Regions from separate parts of the Macaca mulatta genome. Here region 1 is linked to region 2. A link is a contact called in public Hi-C data. All regions are on one chromosome and are shown on one strand. Each heading gives the region's core, a stretch centred on a gene start, on an enhancer-like site or on the middle of the called end of the contact. The rest is flanking DNA. Distances are from core to core; before and after follow the strand shown.

Region 1 (6,859 bases), core at 2,974-5,473, 520 kb before region 2:
ACCTCTGCTGTCCAGGTTCAAGCGATTCTCCTGCCTCAGTCTCCCGAGTAGGTGGGATTACAGGCACCTGCCACTGTGCCTGGCTAATTTGTTTGTATTTTTAGTAGAGACGGGGTTTCACCATCTTGGCCAGGCTGGTCTTGAACTCCTGACCTCGTGATCCACCCGCCTCGGCCTCCCAAAGTACTGGGATTACAGGCATGAGCCACTGTGCCCGGCCAAACACTTCTTTACTAGGCTATCACTCTCAGAAAACCTAATATAAATCCTGAAGCTCCCTACTCTTGCCCAGGGGGAATTGTTGGTTTGACTATGTAGACTGTTGGTCTAACTCTAGTAGACTCAACATTGGGTCAAATATTAAACTCTACTCCATAATGAATTAGAAGCCAATGGTGGGAGAGTTTAGTATGAGTGACAGATGACTTCTGTTGAGAGAGGGTTCTCTCCATCTGATATGTTCCATTGTGGTAATCCAAATACAGTATTACATCAATACCATCACAATGGTCAAGGATAATGGTTAGACGAGTTGATGGGTGCTGATGAGTTGATGGGTGCAGCACAGCAACATGGCACAAGTATACATATGTAACAAACTTGCACGTTATGCACATGTACCCTAGAACTTAAAGTATAATAATTAAAAAAAAAAAAAAAAGGATAATGGTTAAACAGTCTAAGTTCCACACAGACAGGAATGGTAACTCTTTATCTTTGTATCTGAGTACCCAGCACATCAGCATAAAAGAATTATAAAGATTGTTTCTAATACTATTCCTAGCACTAGTCCTTAGGTTCAATGAATGTTACCAGTGTTGTGGCAAAAAAAATTTCAATTCTATCTGATTCCACCTCATACAATTTACACAATGCAAAGACTTCTCCTCTGCCTCTTCCCTGCCCATGAAGAAATGCTCATATGTACTCATCTCATTCCATAAATATTTATAGTGAGCCTACCTTGTATGAGGAAAAGTAAAAGGGGATGCATGACTTTTATCTATTAACACCCTGGTTCCTCAACAATCAGGTATATTTTTCACTGTTATCCGCTGTCTATTGAAATCTCAACAACGGGCTGCGTGTGGTGGCTCATGCCTGTAATTCCAACACTTTGGGAGATGGGAGGATCACTTGAGGCCAGGAGTTCAAGACCAGCCTGGGCAACACAGCAAGACCCCATCTCTACAAAAAACACTCAATGAAATTCTCTATTAGAATCAATGAGGAACAAATTCTGTATGGAGAACCTTAGTAAAAAAAACAAAATCCATGCATATGATTAATAAATACTTAAGCTTATGTCGTATAAAAATGTCTAGTGATAAATACCATGAATACTCTGTACTACTTGTCAACTATTTATTCAATAGTTATTGTATTCTGAGACTTAGGGACATTCACATATGTTTCTTCAAATGAGAAACATTTTCTATAAAGTTAATATCCTTACAGGTTTTAAAAAAAAGAAATAAACTATAAAGCCTATTGAATGGCGTATACGATGAAAACAGTTTTAACTTTTTAGAGTTTTGACATCCCTTCAATGATATCAACCAAATATATAACCATATTTGAATACAAAAGAAGTCAACTTAGTCAACAGTTTGGTATTTATGTGTCAACTAAGTATTTTTATTTTGAATGAGTAAATTACAAAGATATTTACTGAGCCCTGGCCAATTTTTCAGTTCATAGAAAATATTTCTATATTTGCTGTATCAGACTTAACGCTAATTTTATTTCATTTGATTTGTTATAACACGCTTATTTCATTAGGCAAAAAAGAAAAGGACATTACATGGCACCAGAGAACTTCTCTTAACATTTATTTTTTTGGGGGTCAAATTAGAAAATTCTGTATCACAGTAAGTACTGTGATACTTACTTTACATATTAATATATTCTCAGGATATACAAAGAAAGTAAAATCCTAGTATCTGAATGTTTTCACTAGGAATAAAGAGACTAAGAGAATAACAGTACTTATTTCCAATTATTCTTTATGAGAAAATGTGCTGAATGCTGATAACTATCCCCAATGTGATGTAAGTGATAAAAGATTTACAACAGGCACCAACTGGAATTCAAGCTAAACCAGACACTGGTATTTAGTTCAATAGAAGAGAGATTCCCCACTAGGCTTGACAATAGAGACTTAAGCAACTGGAGGGAAGAGGGAGAATTAAACTAGCTTACTAATTACAATGCTGTTCTGCTTTGTAACACATGGAAATTTCTATTATACGTTGGGATTAAAAACTTATTTTGGCGAAAAATTATCTCAAGAGTTAGCAGAAAGCATTAATTTTTTCTTTTTAAGCATCATCATATCCCCAAGGCAAATTGATGCAATACATGCATATTACTTCTAGGAACAAATCCTACTTTTCAGTATTCTCCAAGTAAACCTGGGAAAGTATGCAAAGATAGGTATATATGTACTCCTGTGCATAACACTATTTTTAAAAGAGCAGGTCACTGGAAACCACAATATCCATTTCATAGAAGGTTGCTTATATAAATATCTATCCATATGATGTATAATCTATAGCTGACCAAAAAACTCACCTATGAGGCAATGTGAAATATACTGAGTGAAAAATTCAAGTTGCAAAATAGTGTAAATAGTATTATAAGCCCATTCAAGTAAAAAATCAATGTGTATGTTAAAATTTCAGGAAAGACTCACGAGACACTTAAAAGTGGTCACCTTTGGGAAATGGGATAAGAACCTATTCACTGTTTGAATTTTTACCCTGAACATGTATTACATATATAAAATAAAGTGAATAGTTGAAAATGCCTCTTCATATAGAACAGAATTTTGGGTGTGTTTACTTCACTTAATATAAAACCTCTAAGTATAACCAGCACATCCACCATCTATTCAAAACAAGGATTAACACTTGTTTTAAGGACACCTGGAAAAGTCTTCAGGCCTGTGTTCAGAAGAGGACCTGTAGTCAGTTTCATTGGCTATATGCAAAATTAATTTTTGCTCTTTAAAAATATCCGGCTGAACATCCTTCATTTAATCTTATAAAACTCTTCAATCTCATGGTTGCAAAAAAACCCATATATAACCAAGTTTAGCGGTCAGCTAAGAAACTGGAAAGTTTCTCCCTCCCCTGGAAATATCCCATAATAATCGTGGTCTCAACGCTGACGATGTAACATCAGTCTTCCAGTGAACCCGGTAAATGAGCTTACAGATATATTTAAATTACTGTCACTTGAAAGTATCTCCACATTTTGGAGGCCAGGAACAAGAGGTGGTTTGAAAAAACAGATTACGGTTATATTTAATGAAGTTGAAGACTTAAACATATGGTACTGGCCCAGTTAAACAACGGAAGTCCCACTACATCCCATTTATCCCACGATTCTCTAGAGAGCAAAGAAAATTTGTCTGAAGGAAGAGCAGAGTAAGTGTATTACATGCCCAGAGTAAGGTGGAAACTGCATAGAAAGAAACCCTAAAGGCAACTTCACAGAACTGGGGGTGGAAAGGGGTAGGGAAATCTGGCTTCTGATGTTAGGAACTAAAATGAGAAAGAACTAAATGAAAAAAGGCAGCAGCGACAAGGAAGGGTACACATTTAAAAAGAGAGGGACAGACGGTGTGGGAGATGAGCAGGGGGTAGAAGCAGGCGTGACGGGTAAGGTAGCAGCCAGGGTTTGGGAGACCCACAGCGCTAGGCTGGGTGGAGACAGCAGCTGGAAAGGCGGTGGGGGCTCCCGCTGGGAGAAAGCGGGAAAGGGGCGAGCGGGGAGCTCGGAAAGGGGGTGGCCAGCGAAGTTGGGGCCCCGGGCCCGCCCGGCACCCCACACCTGGACTGGGGCAGCGCGTCGGGAGCGGCCGCACGTGGGTGCGAGCGGCGGCAGGGAGGTAACTGGTGTCGGGCGCCGCGGCAGCAATGGCCGGAAAAGCCCGGGGGCACGACCGGGAGCCGCGGGCCGCCTCACACGTGGGCTGCGCGGCCGCCGCCCGCCGGGCCCAGCCTGCGCGGCCGCCGCGGACCGGCCGAGGCCCGGCGCTGCCGGCGTCGGGAAAGGGTCGGCGCGCCGGCCAGGGCGCGGAGACGGGGGCGGTGAACTCGGTTACCTCTGCCTGTTTCCGGACCACATTGTCGGGGCTGAGCAGGTTTCCCAGGAGCAGGTAGAACTGTTGCTGCTCCGCCGCGGCCGCCGCCATTGCGCTAGGCGTGAGAGAGAAGGAGGGAGGGGAGACAGGAGCCGTGAGGCGCGCTCGCGGGCCGCGGGAGGGGCGGGGGCGGGCCCAGCGCGGGGACCGGCACCAGCGGCGGCGCGGGGCTGTGGGGGGGCCGGGCGGGAAGGGCGGGGCAAAGGGGAAAGGGGAGGACGGGGCGGGGCCTCGCGGCCTCTCACCCCGCCGCGGCCGCCGGCGCCGGCGCCTCACTGGCCCTGGGCGCAGGGGGGCGGGGCCGAGGCCGCCTCCTCGGGGGCCGCGCTGATTGGCCACGCACCCTGCGGTGCCGTCACTGGCCGCGCGCCGTGGGCCGCCGGCTGTGCGCGGGTGGGGTCGGCTGGCGGCTACGCAGCCGGGCCAGGGCTGGGATCGGGGTCGTGGTCCGGGTCGAGGCCTGGGCTGGGGCCGGGGCTGCGTCGCGGGGACAGCGGGAGGAGCCGGCCGGCGGGCCCGGCCGCGGCGATGGGCCTGAGGCCTGGCCGGGAGGAGGGGCCAGCTCCTGAGCGCGGGAGATTTCGGCGCCGCGGGCTGGTCGGCCTCCTTCTCGCGGACCCCCGGCCCCTCCCTGCGGCCGCAAGAGCGGGCCCCACCCCTTCGGTCCTTCTCCCCCTGGGATCCAGCCCTTTACCCACATCTAGGAAGGCAGCAGCCCCTTTAGACCCACTTCCTAGGTACCTTCCACCCACAGACTCCTCTTGTTGTCAGACCCTCCGACCTCCCCCAGGACTATGGACTCAGGGCGCCCCTTCCTCCTGCCGCGCCCGCCAGTGACTCACGCCTGGGGCTTTCGCGGAAGAGGGGTTACTCAGCCCGGGGCTCTCCCGCCAGGCTGCCCGTCCCCAGCCCGCGGTCGTCTTCGCACGTCCACGTAGCAAAGATGCCTCCACCCGAGGATCTGTGACTATTCCCTTGAATCCCTTGTTTAGGGATGCTGTTCTCGCAATGATTTGGGAACGTCAAGAAACACCTTTCTTCCTAAAGGAGCCCTGGTTTACAGGGTTGATATCTCAATCTCGGTCTAGGAACCCAGAGGCGTAATTTCAATTTCAGCATTCTAATGCGTAGATAATACACGCAATGTTCTTTAACTGCTGGGGCTGCCAAAGGCAGAGAGAGGGGTGTACAAATCAAAGGGTACTTTTGTTGATACCCTGTTGTATCCAATACATTGGGCTAAGGGTGTCAGTGGAAGGCTCGCTCTGTCGCCTAGGCTGGAGTTCAGTGGCACAATCTCGGTTCAGTGCAACCTCTGCCTCCCGGGTTCAAGCAATTTTCATACCTCAGCCTCCCAAGTAGCTGGGATTACAGGCATGTGCCACCATGCCCAGCTAACTTTTTTGTATTTTTAGTAGAAACGGGATTTCACCATGTTGGCCCGGCTGGTCTCGAACTCCTGACCTCAGGGGATAACCCTCTCCACCCCCCGCCTCGGCCTCCCAAAGTGCTAGGATTACAGGCACAAGCCACCGTGCCCAGCTACGAAAACAATTCATTTCTGCCCCAAAGGGACGCTACATCTCTAGTGAGGAGGTTTCATATTGGGAGAGATGGAGAGTAGCTCTACACAGCTGGCAGTACATAGTATTTAACTTAGGGAATTTAATTTCCTGTTGGCTATTCTGCTGCAGTTCTGCTCTTTGAAAGTCAAAGCATTTGCTCTTTGGTGAATGATTTTAAATCTTGGCCACTGTGTCCAGAATCTGGGCTGAGCCCTGGGATCCACGTGCAATTGTGATGGCCAGCCAAGATTTTTTCCTAACGGATTCTAATTGATTCCTAGAGAAAATTCTCTTAGAAAGTTTTGGGCCATGACAATGATGGGTTCTCTACAGGAGGTCTGCAGACCTATCTTTGTTGAATTTCTATTTCTTAGATGTGACAAGTTTTCATTCTCATGCCACGTTATTTCTTCTAGACAAACCACTATGCACATTACTTTGGGGCAGTTTTGTTTTTGTTTGATTTTGGGTTTTTGTGTGTGTGTGTGTGTGTGTGTGTGTGTGTGTGTGGGTAGTTGGGGTGTCTGGATTCTGAGGAGGTTTCATCATCAGCCAAGGTTATTAAGATTTTAAGGCTGGGCATGGTGTCTCACGCCTGTAATCCCAGCACTTTGGGAGGACGAGGTGGGCAGATCACCTGAGGTCAGGAGTTCGAGACAAGCCTGGCCAACATGGTGAAAGCACGTCTCTACCAAAAATACAAAAATTAGCCAGGTTGGTGGTGGGCGCCTGTAATCCCAGCTACTCAGGAGGCTGCGGCAGGAGAATCGCTTGAACCTGGGAGGCAGACGTTACAGTGAACTGAGATTGCGCCATTGCACTCTAGCCTGGGTGACAGAGCAAGACTCCATCTCAAAAAAAAAAAAAAAAAAAAAAAAAAAGAATTACAGACAAAAACAACTCATTCAAATGACTAGGTCAACAGCGAAATTTGATAAATTGCCTAGGGGCTTGCTTAGGGTATGGCCGGATCTCCAGTTACTTTTTAACACCTGTTGTGGTATGTGTTTTTATTGGCAATGAGTCTGTAGATTACATATATTTGCTTAATAGTTACTAAATGATAGAAATTTCAATCAAGTTTGCAGATTTTTGTTACTATTATTATTGTTATTGTTATTATTTTGAGACAGAGTCTCGCTCT
Region 2 (6,639 bases), core at 1,826-4,325:
AAGGACTCTTGAAGGTGCATATTAATCTCTATTTCACAGATAAGGAAACTGAAGTTTAGAGAAATAAGCAAGCATTTCCCCAAATCATATACACCTTAGACCTCTGTTGTCCAATATGGCAGCCTGTGGCCACATGTGGCTACTGAGCACTTGAAATGTGACTTGTTTGAATTGAGATGTGCTACGTCAAACACATACCAAACTTCAAGGGCACAGTATAAAAAAGTAAAGTATCCTATCAATAATTTTTGAATATTGACATGTCGAAATGATTCTATTTTAAATATGGTGGGTTAAATAAAATACATTATTAAAATTAATTCCACATATTTATGTTATTTAAAAAAAATCAGCTACTAGGAATGTTAAAATTACATATGTGGCTCACGTTATATCTCTATTGAAAAGTGCTGACCTAGACCTAAAGCTGAATACTGAATTTGACAGTAGATATCAAATACTGAGAGGCCACCTGCATTCACACGTCCTCTCCATCAATGATGGGAAGCCAGATGCTGGGATTACGATGAGGTGTAAAATACCTTACTACTACCGTATTACAAAGACACATAAGTGAGGGTCCAAGAGGTTCTTACGTATACAATGGTTGAATTCTGGTGAAAGAATTTATGAACTCTACTTCAGCTGATCAATGATCTTTTTATATCAAGAACTGAGACTAGTGAGTAAAATGATATCTGGGCATGCAGAATTTTACTCTTTTTTTCCTCTGGGCCATAAGGAAAATAAATACATTGCTCCAATATACTGAGTTTAGACTAACCTATTATTATAACTGAGAAAAGTAATCTGCACTAAATTACAAGAAACTACAAAATTATGTGGACCATATTATCCAAAAATATTTTGCCATATTTGTTCCCTAGGCTTCAAGAAGTTAGCCATGGGTATGTGGCTTTATCATTGTATATCTGCATCTTCATATCTTTATGCCTGCATATCTAAATGTGAAGGGTGAGGAAGTTGGGACATTTAGATTATTTTTTGACGTATGCATTTGGCCTAACATTAACATGTGGCGATGTATCAGACTACCCTGCAGTTGGTTTGGTTTGGTTTGTTTCTTTCTAATTGTGTGGTATTGGGGGAGGGGGTAATAAGGATTTAAGTCACTTAAATGTAGCCCCTTAAATGCCATCCTCATACTAAGCTTAACTTTAGGAAAATGATACTGGAGAAGTAAAAAGCTATCAAATTCGCAAATCTTAGCAGCAGAGACCACGCAAGTATCTGCTTTATTCTAGTTTGGAATTTAACACAAGGATGAATAACATGCACAATTTTAGTTCAGCTATTAAAGTGCATACTCAAGTAGTTAAGGGGGGGGGGTGGAGCAATGGAGAGAGAGCCTTCTCTTTGATCTCACAGGTTGCATTAAAAACCCACTACTCGTAATGAGTTTTTGAGCATCCCCTGGGCACACATAACTTGGTCCTTGCTCTTTCAAAATGAGTGGACTCAAACTGACGTACAATGTGATTATGTCTACAGTGCACTTACAACCATCTTTCAATAAAGGTCTTCAGATTTAGGCTCTAAGTAGAATAAGGCAAGAAAAAAAGGACACTAAAATTATCAGCAGGCTTTAACTAACAACAACTGGATAAAACGGTAATATGTAATTAAATGATAATTAGAAAAATCTGCCAAAACTTTGCACTAAGATATTATCACATTTCTAATGCTTGAAATTACATGGAAAAATATACTCAGTGAATTTAAGAGAAAACAAACATTTTAAATCATTTAAGTAATCAGCCATATTTCCAAAATGTATACTTTAGAAAACAATTTATATATATATAAAGGCTTATTAACGTTAACTTTAAATTAGCTAATACTTGAGTCACACTTTTGAAGAAGCTTCTGTTTTGTTTCCAGGAACTTTTTTTTTTTTTTTGAAGCGGTTAAGGCGGCTATATTAAAAACAAAAACAAAAAACAGCTAAGCTGCATTCTTTTCCTCTTGTGAATGGCTTATTTGCACTCCTCTATGTTAATATTCTCGAAACCCCATTTAGCTTACGATGTCTTCAAAAAATTTGATAATCTGTCTTTAAAGTTTTGCTCTAAATTAGAGACTTAATTTTTGTAAAACGCCTTGGAACCATAAACCTTTAACGAGATGAGAAAGGTCTCTTTCCTCTGGACTTGACTTTACTGTATAGGTGTGTGAGCGATTTTTGCTGTCAAACATTGCCAAGGCAGACTGTTGTTGTTCAGTCTGCAAATGTCTCAACTATACCTGCACAGTTCCTCTCTTCCCAACACAAACCCATCCACTCCCTTCCCCTCTGCAAGTTTTAAACTTTGTTTCCTTGGGGGCTCTGTACAAGCAATGCTAACAACGGCCAAGAGACAAAGAGCTGTTCTGTGGGCTAACAGGATGCCAAATTTTAGTTGTGAAACAAAGCATTCGAATTTGAGATTGAGGAGGAGGAGCAGAATGACAATAGTAAAGCCTCCAGCTCGGAGCCACCCCCCAGACAGCCCCCTCCCCAGAGCCCCGCGCGGGGAGTTCTGGCCCCGGGACGGTGACTCCGGGGTGCAGCCGCCAAGCCCCCTGCGCCCTCGCTCACCGCTTCACGCGGATGATCTGGTCCCGCATGGGCTTGATGTCCTGGAAGCTCTGCTGGTTGACGAGGCTGTAGACGAGGATGAAGCCCTGGCCGTTCTTGATGTACAGGTCCCGCATGGACGCGAACTGCTCGGTGCCCGCCGTGTCCAGGATTTCCAGCACCGACGGCGACGAATCCACCTCGATCTCCTTGCGGTAGAAGTCCTCGATGGTGGGGTCGTATTTCTCGATGAAGGTACCGGTCACGAACTGCACGGTCAGGGCGGATTTGCCTACCCCGCCCGAGCCCAGCACCACCACTTTGTACTCGCGCATCGTCCCTCCGCGGCCGCCGCCGCCGCCGCCGCCCGCGACATAGACCTACGCCGGCCGCGCTGCGCCCCCAGCCCCGGCCCCGGCGGCCCGCCCAGCCGCCTCCCGCGGCCGCCCCCACCTCACAGCCGCGGCGGCCCCCTGGGCGCCGGCGGCGGCGGCGGCAGCTGAGGGAGCAGCGGCCCTAGGCATGGGCCGAGCCGGGCGGCGATGCGGCCCCGTGGGCACCGGGTGGGACTGAGGGCGAGCAGGGAGACAGAGCGTGAGCCGCCGGAGCCGCCCGAGCCGCCCGAGCCGCGGGCCCGCAGTGCCGCCCGCCCCGCCCCTCGCGCCTCCACGCCCAGATCCCCGCCCGCCGCCGCCGCCGCCGCTACCCCCAGCGCTGGAGCGCGCGCCCGAGCCCCAGCCGCAGCGCGGCCAGGGGCGGGGCCCGGCGGCCGGGGCGGAGCCCGCGGCACAGCCTCGCCCCCGTCCCCGTCGCCTAGGCGACCGGCCGCGGGCGCTCCCGAGAGGCTCTGCGCGGCTCCGAAGCTTCTGCCGTCGCGGAGATAAACAAGCACCGCGACTGCCCAGCAGCGCCGAACCCTGCGCGCCCAGTCAGACCCCAGGGCCTACGTACCGAGCATGCGCAGTTCCCGCCCGAGCTGGGAGCAGTCAACCTGAGACTCCCACGTTCAGAATTCGGCGGAGATGCGATGGTAGAGGGGCCAGAGCTACCTCCAAGCTTTACCCTGAGGCGAGGAGTGAAGGGGAGAGATGCCCAAGGCCCAAGAGGGACCGCGAGGGCCTTTGCCCGATGCCACCCAGTCTGTCAGCACTTCTAGAGCTTTGGTTTTATCTTGTATTAGCATGTGTAGCTTTAAGGGGACGGGCACCTACAGGCTTCTGCCTGAAGTTGTGTAAACGCAACAAAACGAAGCTTTCGAGTGTTAGGACATTGATAGGAGGGTGACAGCCCCCTCCGGCAGCGCGCCACAGGGTCGAGCCAGAGGCGGCCACACACCACGGAAGTTGGGTCCAAGCCTGCTGACGTCGCCAGGGTCCCGCCCACCAATCCTCTGGATCCGCCCACATTTCTTCTAGATCCGCCCCTTTCAGTGCCGAACTGCAGTCGAGCTCTGTCCACGCCCTGTCAGCCACTGGTGAATTGAAAACCTGGAGAGCGGAACCCCGACCGGCAGCCGGAAGGCCCCGGGACACCTCATAGCAACAGCCGGCTAGGGGCATCTAGTGGGAAGCTGGGATTCATTCTAGCCAACCACGTCATGTCTCTGCACCCCATGGTACCATTCACTACCAATAAGAGAGCCTCCCCATACCACGTGACTTTCCTCTTTCAACCAATCGGGAAAAAAATCTGTCGCGGGATCCGCAAGCACACCCCCCAGTGCCTCGCCAGGCGGGGCGGTTCGCGCACGCTTTGCCAACCAATCGTAGGTGAGCTGGCGTGTGACGGAAGTTTCGACCAAGCCAACCAGAGCTCGCGAGCCCCTTGCCACAGAGGCTGGCGGGATGGAGATAGGGCCCGGCTGCGGGCGTTTGGGAGGGGCAGAGATTGAGGAGCCAGTTGCTGTGCTCTGTTCTGGCAAAAGAACAAGATGGGTTGCAAGCCAGAATGATGAATTCCACTTTTAACGTCGTCTCCGTGGCATTCTGCCTAAATGATGGGCATGGAAATGGTGCTGAGGGATGTGGGCTGAATCGAGAACACAGGGACTTTTGTCTTCAGGGTGAGAAATGTTCCGGTCCTTAAGGAGATATCGTGCAGCAATTGCATGGGTCTTCCAGGCGTTCCTCCCAGAACATTATTTTTTCTTTCACTATTAAGTTTTAAAACTTAGCGTTCTGTCGCTAGCATTACATCTTAGTTACACACCCTCTCCCACCCATAACGTCAAATTTAGGAGACGTTACATCCTCAAACATTCCTGCATTATTTTTTGCAGTTACCGGTTACTCGGTTTACTTTCTTTAAACTAGGTCCTTCTCAAACTAGTCTCATCCGTTCGTTACTGTCGCACATTTCCTGCGAATAATACATTTCTGTAGTTCTGTTGTTAAAGCCTGGCATACCTCTCCCCCGGTCCTCTTTCCCACAAGGTCATCATGCAGAGGGGATTTTGGTCTGAGTTAAAAGCCAGGTATTCTTTCACCATCTTTTCTGTCGATAGTCAAACTACTGCAAAGACTACTCAAATTTAGTAGTTTCCTATTTCCCTAGAGCTTCGTTATATTAGAATGGGTAACTTATATTTGCATTACCTTGCTATAATAAATACACACCAAGTTTTCATTTAAAATTATCAAGGACAAATGTCCTCTGAATTTAAAAATGTGTATGTAGTAAAATATAACTCAGCATTTCTTGATTACATATCATTAAAATATGAATGGTACTATCTGAGCCACCAGAATCAGCAGTGAAGGTATTATATTAATAAAAAGGACTAAGAATCAGGACTGTTTAAAGGGAATTGGAACAGAAGAGGATCTACTATTTCATGCTAGGCTAGTAATGTGAAATAGTGAAAATTGAGAGAACTTACATGGGTGCTTCATATCTGAGCTACTTTGGCAGGGATGTTTCAAGAGGATGTAGGTAAGTATGGTGTTCACCTAGCTTTCCAGAAGTCTCATATTTTGTGTAAAACTGGTATGCTTATTCATGGTTACTTTAGGTTAGTAGCAGCTATAGTTCTTTTCCAAGGAAAGACAGATTGTCTCTTTTAAGATTCTAATTGTGCATCTTGGTAATAAGAAGTTCTTAGATTTGTTCAATAGAGTCAGGAAGCATGAAGCTTTCTCTCTAGATCATGACAACCCATCTAGTACCTTGCATTACAGAGAAGTTCTAAGTCCATTTACTTTGCAAGGAATAAAGATTCAGTGATTTATGTTTTTGAGAAATTTGCTTTGGGATTGTGGGTCCAGAAGGTCGCCTAAAACAACTGTTTTCATGACTCCTAGGTCCCTAGATGTTGAGAAGCTCTGGACTGAAGCTGTCACAAAAATAGTGAGTAGTCTCCGTAGTCACTCCACTTAGCATAATAGAGAGTAGGACAGCTTTGTGACATTTCTCAGGTTATTTCCCCTGACCTCTCATCAATGCTGACGTTTTTGATAAGAAGGAGTATAGAGACTGCAGCCCTTTGGGTGGTTATAGCTCGTTTATTTACAGGCCTTATATTGACAGGCCTCAGATTTCATGCTCAGTACTATAAAGGTTGATTTTTAACCACCAAGAGGCAAAAGAAACATGACAGGTCAGAGCATATTTTCTCACCTATTCTGGCTTAAACGATGGTACTTACCTGATTTGTGGCTGTATGTGAAATGTTGGGTGAAAGATTAGCTGCTATAAAAAGGATGTCAGGACGTGTAGAGAATTTAGAGGACTTGGGGGAGAGATGGATGTCTGTTTTCTAACCCCTTAGTCATGTTCATTCTGATGCCAGCATAAACTCTATTCTGAGATGATTATAGAAATAACTTTTGTCTTCATTCGTTTGTGGGAAATAAATAAAAATGATATAAAAGAAATATGAATTATGCCCAAGAGCTGTAAATCTGTAAGACAGTGAAAACTTAACGCTGTAACTGACACTGCAGGGTCCCTTTAGTTTCCGAAGTGCATTGCCAGGAGAATAAAAAGAAAGAAAATCTTCATTTCTCCTCCCTCCACTAAATCTGAGAGGGAGTTATCTCACCTATAGCCAGATACCTTCCATT

What was found. A called contact is a pair of places that touch in the nucleus more often than the background predicts.
Region 1: a contact with region 2 is called in a Hi-C map of fetal cortex germinal zone, with 4 times the contacts expected there. The contact joins the promoter of IPO5 here to the promoter of RAP2A in region 2. A contact is called at or near these places in 2 of 14 Hi-C or Micro-C datasets (fetal cortex germinal zone and fetal cortical plate).

What each region holds. Positions count from the first base shown.
Region 1 is chr17:92,680,016-92,686,874 of T2T-MMU8v2.0, reverse strand. IPO5 (importin 5) reads right to left here and starts at 4,223. Exons shown (of 26, transcript XM_002800812.4): 1 at 4,112-4,223. The coding sequence starts at 4,201.
Region 2 is chr17:92,157,126-92,163,764 of T2T-MMU8v2.0, reverse strand. It overlaps RAP2A (RAP2A, member of RAS oncogene family), which reads right to left and starts at 3,075. Exons shown (of 2, transcript NM_001193832.3): 1 at 2,600-3,075. The coding sequence starts at 2,913. LOC114673441 (a long non-coding RNA gene) reads left to right here and starts at 3,587. Exons shown (of 4, transcript XR_013407692.1): 1 at 3,587-4,640; 2 at 5,878-5,923.